Regions from separate parts of the Macaca mulatta genome. Here region 1 is linked to region 2. A link is a contact called in public Hi-C data. All regions are on one chromosome and are shown on one strand. The core of a region is the stretch at or near the end of the contact, and the rest is flanking DNA. Distances in the headings are between cores, read along the strand shown. Region 1 holds the start of PUM2 (pumilio RNA binding family member 2). Region 2 holds the start of HS1BP3 (HCLS1 binding protein 3).

Region 1 (3,413 bases), core at 60-2,559, 320 kb after region 2:
ACAAGGATGGTTCTCAGAGGGGTAATTTGGGGAATGAATAGGTGGTGGCACTGCCAACTATAGAGACAGTACAAGAGTGGGGGGTAGGGGATGGGTGTGACTTCAGTTTTTAACATGCTTGGCGACAAGAACATTCAAGTGAAAATATCTAGAAGCCTGCAATATGACTCTAAGGTAGGGGCTTGGGATGGATTTCAATGTCAGACATTTTTCAGTAATAGTTAAAAACCGAAGAGCCCATGTATTCAACAGGCACTTGAGGGCACAGTGTAAAACAAAACACAAGGTCCTTGCCCTCGTGGAGCTCACAGTCGCCCAGGGAATACATACATTAAGCAAAGTATAAGGGAGGTCCTGAATCTTTACGAATTGCAGCATGTCAGGAGAGCCAGGAGCTGTGCAAACCATCAAGAACATATCAGACACGGTGCCTATTACAGCTGTGTGACCTGGAGCAGGTTAGGTTAGAATCCTGGAATCACCACTGCTTTGCACGGGGGGCCAGGACAGCAAGGCAGATTTGGGGTTTCCAACCAGCCTGTAAATCGGGAAGGAAACAGCGCTTGGTACCCGAGAAAAAGAAACAGCCAACGAGTGAGAATCACTGGCCCAGCTCGAGAACGACATGAGTTTCCTTTGTGTGCACCGGGACCAAGCACTGGGGGGCCGACAATTTGCTGAGAGCTGGCTCCACCTGCCTGGGGTGCAAGACGAGAAGAGTGACAGCCCTCTCACGGGGTACAATCTTCTACCTCCAAATGCATCTCCCTCGTCTCGTGCGGAGGTACTGGGTGAAAGCTAAAGGCCTGAATTAACGTCCGGCTCTTGCGGGCGCCAGCACTCCGGAAGCGAAATGCCAGGAGTACCCCAAGGTGGGCGGCGCGGGCGCAGACACCTGCACACCCAGTTGGGGGAAAACAATGAGCAACCGGGTAGGAAGCCGAGAGTGAGAAGATTCAGAAGTCGAGGCCCCACGCGGTAAGACAGTCCAACACAGCGTTTGGCAACAGCACGCCTGCGCTGTCCCAGCCCGGCGCGCGCTCCCGGCGCCGCGGCAGAGCCCAGGAGGGAAACGCGAGCCCGCAAGGTGAGGGCGGGGGAGGGCACGCCGGAGAGGCGGCCGAACACGTGAGAGCGCGGAGAACGTGCGCACGCGCAGGGCGCCCCCGGCCCGCGCGGCAGTAGCGCGGGAGCTGGGACGCAAGGCATTGAAAGGAGCCGCGCCTCGGTGAGAGCTCCCCCTCCCCTTTCTCCCGGGATGCATTGCGCGCGCCCGGTGGGCGGGGGGGAGGGGAGGGGAGGCGGCGGTGGCAGCCATGTTGTTGTGAGTCTCTGTGTCTCACCCTCGGTACTTCGGTGGTTCGTAGGAGGAGGGGGAGGAGAAGGAGGAGGTGGGGTGGGGGGGGAGGGTGGTAGGTGGAGAAAGAAGACATTGCCGCCACCGAAGGCAGAGGAGGGGGAGGACCGCCAAGAGCGACGCCGCCGTGTGCCCAACGGTCGGTGTCCCCGGCTGAGGCAGCGCGGCCGCAGCAGCCCTGTAAGTCAGTCCGCGCTCGCTCTTTCTCCGGTCCTGTGGCGCTGCCGGGGTGGCTCCCTGGGCTTTGTGCGGCGGCGTCGGCGGGAGCCGATCACCAGCGGGAGGGCGGACGGGGCTTGCTGAGTGCCCGGGCCGGTGCGGCCTGTGGCCCGCTCGCACAATGCAGGGGGAGGGGTGCCGGAAGGGGGTGTGCGCGCGCGGCGGAGGGGGCTCCCGTCCGACCGCTTTCCCGCTTCCTTCCCTCCGCTGGGCCGCCGCCTGGGGGGCCTGGGGCGCCGACCCCGTTCTCCCCCAGATTCGGCGGACTGGAGGTTAGAGACTGAGCTGTCGGCCCTGGGTTTCGGAAAGTGGGGGAGAGGCCGGGTGGCCCCAGAGAAGCATGCGGATTGCAAGTGGGTGAAGAGGAAGGAGTGGGTTTATGAAAACAAGTGTGGGCATTTTCAAAGGCCCGAGTGTGTCCGGGAAAAGCTTGCCGTGGACAGATGTAGGTATGAAGCAGTGACTTGGATTCGCCTTGTTTAGGTGATGTTTTACTATAGGAACGGATTTCGATAGAAAAATATGTAACTTGTAACCAAAGACAAGATTAGCGGCTTCTGCTATTTGAGCAGTAGTTTTGTATCTGAATTGGGTCAGATTTTGGGGAAGATGTTTAAAGTTTTGTGCCCAAACACGTGTAAAAGTGTTGTTTCTGAGAACACAGCTAGAGAAAACCTACTTACGGCTTTTTATTCTAACATACGTAAACTTTTGAAAGCATCATGTTAGGACTTAGTACTTCGAGATTTTTACTTGTTGAGAAAACTGGGGGCAGATGTTTGGTGAAGGAAAACATGAGAAAAATGTTTGTACACGCTGAAGAGAAATGTAATACCTGTAAAGGTATTGTATGTCAAGAAAACAGTTTTAATAAAGGGAGTTACCGAAGGATTTTTAAAGCTTGTTTAATGGTTAGATTTCGTGTTTAATAGGTGACTCTTCGCCATGTGACCTGGAGTATTGGAAGATGACTTAAGGAATCCTGTAAAGAAAAAAATAACAAAAATGAATATTTTCGATTTGTTTCTATTCTTAGCCTCCTTTTAACAATGAATTACTTCATTTGCTCAATCATCATGAGTAAATGATGGCATTTTCCGTGCTGCAAGAATTTCTTTAAAATTCCGATTTTTGGTGAAATTGCATTGTGTAGAATTTTCTTGGTGTCCATGAGGGCAGTTTTTGTATGCAGAAAATGTTTGCGATAATTTTTAAAATAAAATTATATTTCAGAAACCTGGTTCTTGAGGATTTAGGTCCAGTTTTTTATTCTGTTTACAGGTCTAGCTATTTTGAGTTATAATTGCCAGTAACAATCTTAAGCATATTCCAACAATTTAAGCTGTGTTTAACACATGCTTTCCTTAATTTGAGTCCAAAGTTCTCTTAGGTGTTCCAGTATTTAGCAAGATTTCAACTTCTAAAAAGAGCCTAAATTACTGACATTTAATTTGTTCTTACAAAGCTGTCACTTTAGACTCAATTCTCAGGCATTACAAATACTGTATATGAATTACCACATAATACTTGGATTTTGTTTCTCTTAAGCATTCCATACTTGTTTATGAATCTTTTTTTCTTTTTTGAGACAGGGTCTTTCTCTGTCGCCCAGGCTGGAGTGCAGGTGGTGAGATCTCGGCCCACTGCAGCCACCGCGTCCCGGGCTGCAACTGTTCTTCCACCTAAGCCTTCCGAGTAGCTGTAGCTGGGGCTACAGGCGCATGCCACCACGCCCGGCTAATTTTTGCATTTTTGTAGACAGGGTCTCACTATGTTGCCTAGGCTCGTCTCCTATGTTGCCTAGGCTCAACTCCCGAGCTCAAGCGATCCCTCCCGC
Region 2 (3,197 bases), core at 61-2,560:
CATTGTCATACTTCATTCATGATTGCTCATCTTGCCTATAAACACATTTGAAACAAATAATAAGGCACAGGAATATCCGTATTTATTCAAGAGACACATTGGGGAAAGTCATTTTTCAAAATCTTTTACTGTAGGATCTCTTCACTAAAATCTGTAACTACAGGTAGATGGTGGTGATGCTGGTGGCGGTGGTCGACAGGCTCGGAAACAGGGCTGACATCGCCCTGCCGTGAATTCTGGTATGGTTAAGCTCAGCTTCTCTTGCTTTTTGTCACTGGGGCTCTGGGTGGAGACAGTAACAGAATAGGGGCAGCAGTTTGCACCTTCTGCTGGCCCTGTTTGCAGACTCAGCTTTTCTTTCCCTGGGCTACGCTGGCAGGTGATACGATCTCTGTTTCTCACACCACGGAGAGGTGAATCTAAAATGAGAGGGTCTGTTAGGGTCTGCATGTCTGTACGTTCCCCTTCTGAGGGGAACTGGCTCCTGGACCCCATTGCCCTGCTCCAGCTGGGAACCCAAGTGCAGCCATCCCAGGCAGGCCTGGCCCCAGGAGGCCTCCACCAGGGCTCTGCCGAGCAGCAGAGGGTGGCTCTCTGAAGATCCTCTGTCGGGAGAGTGCCCGTCAGTTATGGAGCCGGCAGGCAGTAGGAAGGAGAGAGGAGAGCTAGCTGGAGGCAGCAAGCTCAAGGGGTACTGGGCTGCTGCGTGGCGTTCACTGTGCAGCTTGAAGAAGACCCCATGAGGCCTGGACAGAGCCCCGGCTTGGTAAATATTTGTTGACCAATCGGTTGAATGAAATGTTCTTTGGGGAGAGGGGGAGTGCATTTGTAATGGGGACCGGCGGCGGAAACAGCAGAGTCCCGTCACTCTAGCGGCTAAACTTTAGCGCAAAACAGACACACCGATAAAGGTTCACCGCGTGCCAGGGCCAGGCTGGGCTTCTTCTAGGTGGTTGCGGCGGGCGCGGCTCAGCCCGGGAACTCCGGAAGCTCCGAACTGCGCAGACCGACCGCGACAGTGCAGGACCCGCCCGCGCCGCCCCGCCGCGCTCCCGCCCCGCCGCGCTCCCGCCCCGCCGCGCTCCCGCCCCGCCGCGCTCCCGCCCCGCCGCGCTCCCGCCCCGCCGCGCTCCCGCCCCGCCGCGCTCCCGCCCCGCCGCGCTCCCGCCCCGCCGCGCTCCCGCCCCGCCGCGCTCTCGCCCTGCCTCTGGCCACAGGCGCGAACTGCGCGGCCGCGGCCGCCGGGGGGCGGGCCAGGGCGGCGGGAGGCGGGGCGGGGACGCGGTGACGCGGGCACCGCCGTGTCCCGTGACTGCGCGCCCCGCCCTGAGCCCCCGCGGCCGTTATGCATTCCCCGGCGGTGCTCGTCACCTCCAGGTGAGCCAGACCCCCGTGCCCCACGCCGCGCAGCTCGCAGTCCGGGGCGCCCGGGCGGAGAGGCAGGGGGAGGCGGCCGCCTCCCAGGCCCGGGACCCGGAGCAGGTCTCCCCAGCGCCCTCAGTGGCTTATCCTGGCTGGGCCCCTGCACCGTCCTGCAGGAGAGGTGGCGCCCCCGATTTACGGATGAGGAAACTGAGGCCCTCTAGAGGGTAGAGAACTCGCCAAAGACTGCGGGAGGCCTGGGACTGACTGGCTCAGTGCAGGCGGGCGCAGTGGGGACTCTGCTCTTCTTTCCTATCGGCTTGGGTTCTTCTCTTTTGGGCCCGAAAACCTACTTCTCCATCCTTTCAGCGCTCCCTGCGTCCCAGGCCCCGTGCTGGGCACCGGGGACCGGGGTGAATCAGACAGGCTCGCCCGGCAGGGGGCTGCGGTGGAGAGGGGGTGATGCCAGCAGCGGGTAGTAAGCTCAGGTTGCCATGGGAACACAGTACAGGGCAGGAACCCGGTTTCTGGGAGGATGACTTTGATGAGAGACCAGGGAGAGGTGGTCGCTGCTTGCGAGGCAGCTCAGGAAAGCGCAAGTTACAGAAAAGGCCTCGGAGGGGTCCAGGTGGAGGATGCAGAGTGGATCGCTCCTGATCGAGGCCTAGAGGACCCAGCCTAGGATGGATCCTGGCAAGGCTTTTACTTCTTTCCGCCTTTAAAACGCTGTAAAGTGACTTACTTCAAATATTTTCATACACTTCACCCTTGCTCTCCCTACACAAAGTCTTAGGCTAAGATGCCTAAGACTATTTATGACATAAATGAACGTGTTACCCAGCCAACTGTTGATCTTCCAGTTGTAATCAGGAATTCCCTGTGACTTAAGGTCTAGAAAGGTATGATTCCTTTTGTAAACCCTGATGTCGGAGCCTGCCTGGTCTTGCATGATCAAGTGTGGTTACAGATGTATCTTCATGGGCAGAAGAGGTTGCCCTACTGCCGCTTACGTCACCTCCTCTCACCAAGCCTCAGTTTCCTTTTTTGTGAATTGGAGGTTTGAGATTGGCAGGCATGGGCAACGTCAGTAGTATATGCCCGTCGGCCACATGCAGATGGATGGGGTGTGACTTTGGTGTTGGGTGCAGGCTGCCCAGCTGCACAGCCTGGACATATCTTGTTAACAGGCGTGGGGGCGCCAAGGATCTTGCCTGCAGGGTGAGTTCAAACACCTTAGCCCAGCAGCAAGGCCGGCCCTTCCCAGTCACACCCCAGCACCTCTTTCCAGTGCAGCCTCCTCCCACCTGTCATTGCCACATGCACTCAAGCTTGAATTCAACCAGCAGGTGTTTATTGAGAGCCTCCTCTGTACCGGGTACTGGCCCAAGTTCTAGGAGACAAACAAGTCCCTCTCAGAGAGCTTTAATGGGGGCACAGGCACAATAGGCAAATCTACATGTCAGGGATGATACATGTTAAGAAGGAAAACAAAACAGTGGGGGCAACAGAGTGGTAGGAGGCACGCATGCTATTTTCTATGGTGTGGTCAAGGGCTGTCTTTCTGATGGAGTGGCCCCTGGGCGGATGCCTGACAAGCTCCCTGAGGGAGACAGCCATGAAAAAGAAATCTTGGAAAAGTGTGTACTCGGAGGACAGGACAGCAGGATCCCGAGGCTGGTATGGCTGGAGTGGAGTGAGCCCAGGGAGAGTGTTAGGTGATGGGGTGAAGAGGCAAACTTGGGAGTGAGGGATCATCAGGAAAGGGCTTGAAGGCTGTGGAGGGGCCATCGGGTTTTATTTCAAGTGCAATAGGACCCAACTTATGGTTTATAGAG

The links. A called contact is a pair of places that touch in the nucleus more often than the background predicts.
Region 1: a Hi-C map of blood shows a contact between it and region 2, with 4 times the contacts expected there. The contact joins the promoter of PUM2 here to the promoter of HS1BP3 in region 2. A contact is called at or near these places in 4 of 14 Hi-C or Micro-C datasets (blood, fetal cortex germinal zone, fetal cortical plate and 1 more).

Annotation. Positions count from the first base shown.
Region 1 is chr13:104,693,273-104,696,685 of T2T-MMU8v2.0, forward strand. It overlaps PUM2 (pumilio RNA binding family member 2), which reads left to right and starts at 1,310. Exons shown (of 21, transcript XM_077960099.1): 1 at 1,310-1,537.
Region 2 is chr13:104,376,310-104,379,506 of T2T-MMU8v2.0, forward strand. It overlaps HS1BP3 (HCLS1 binding protein 3), which reads left to right and starts at 1,311. Exons shown (of 7, transcript XM_001096861.5): 1 at 1,311-1,377. The coding sequence starts at 1,346.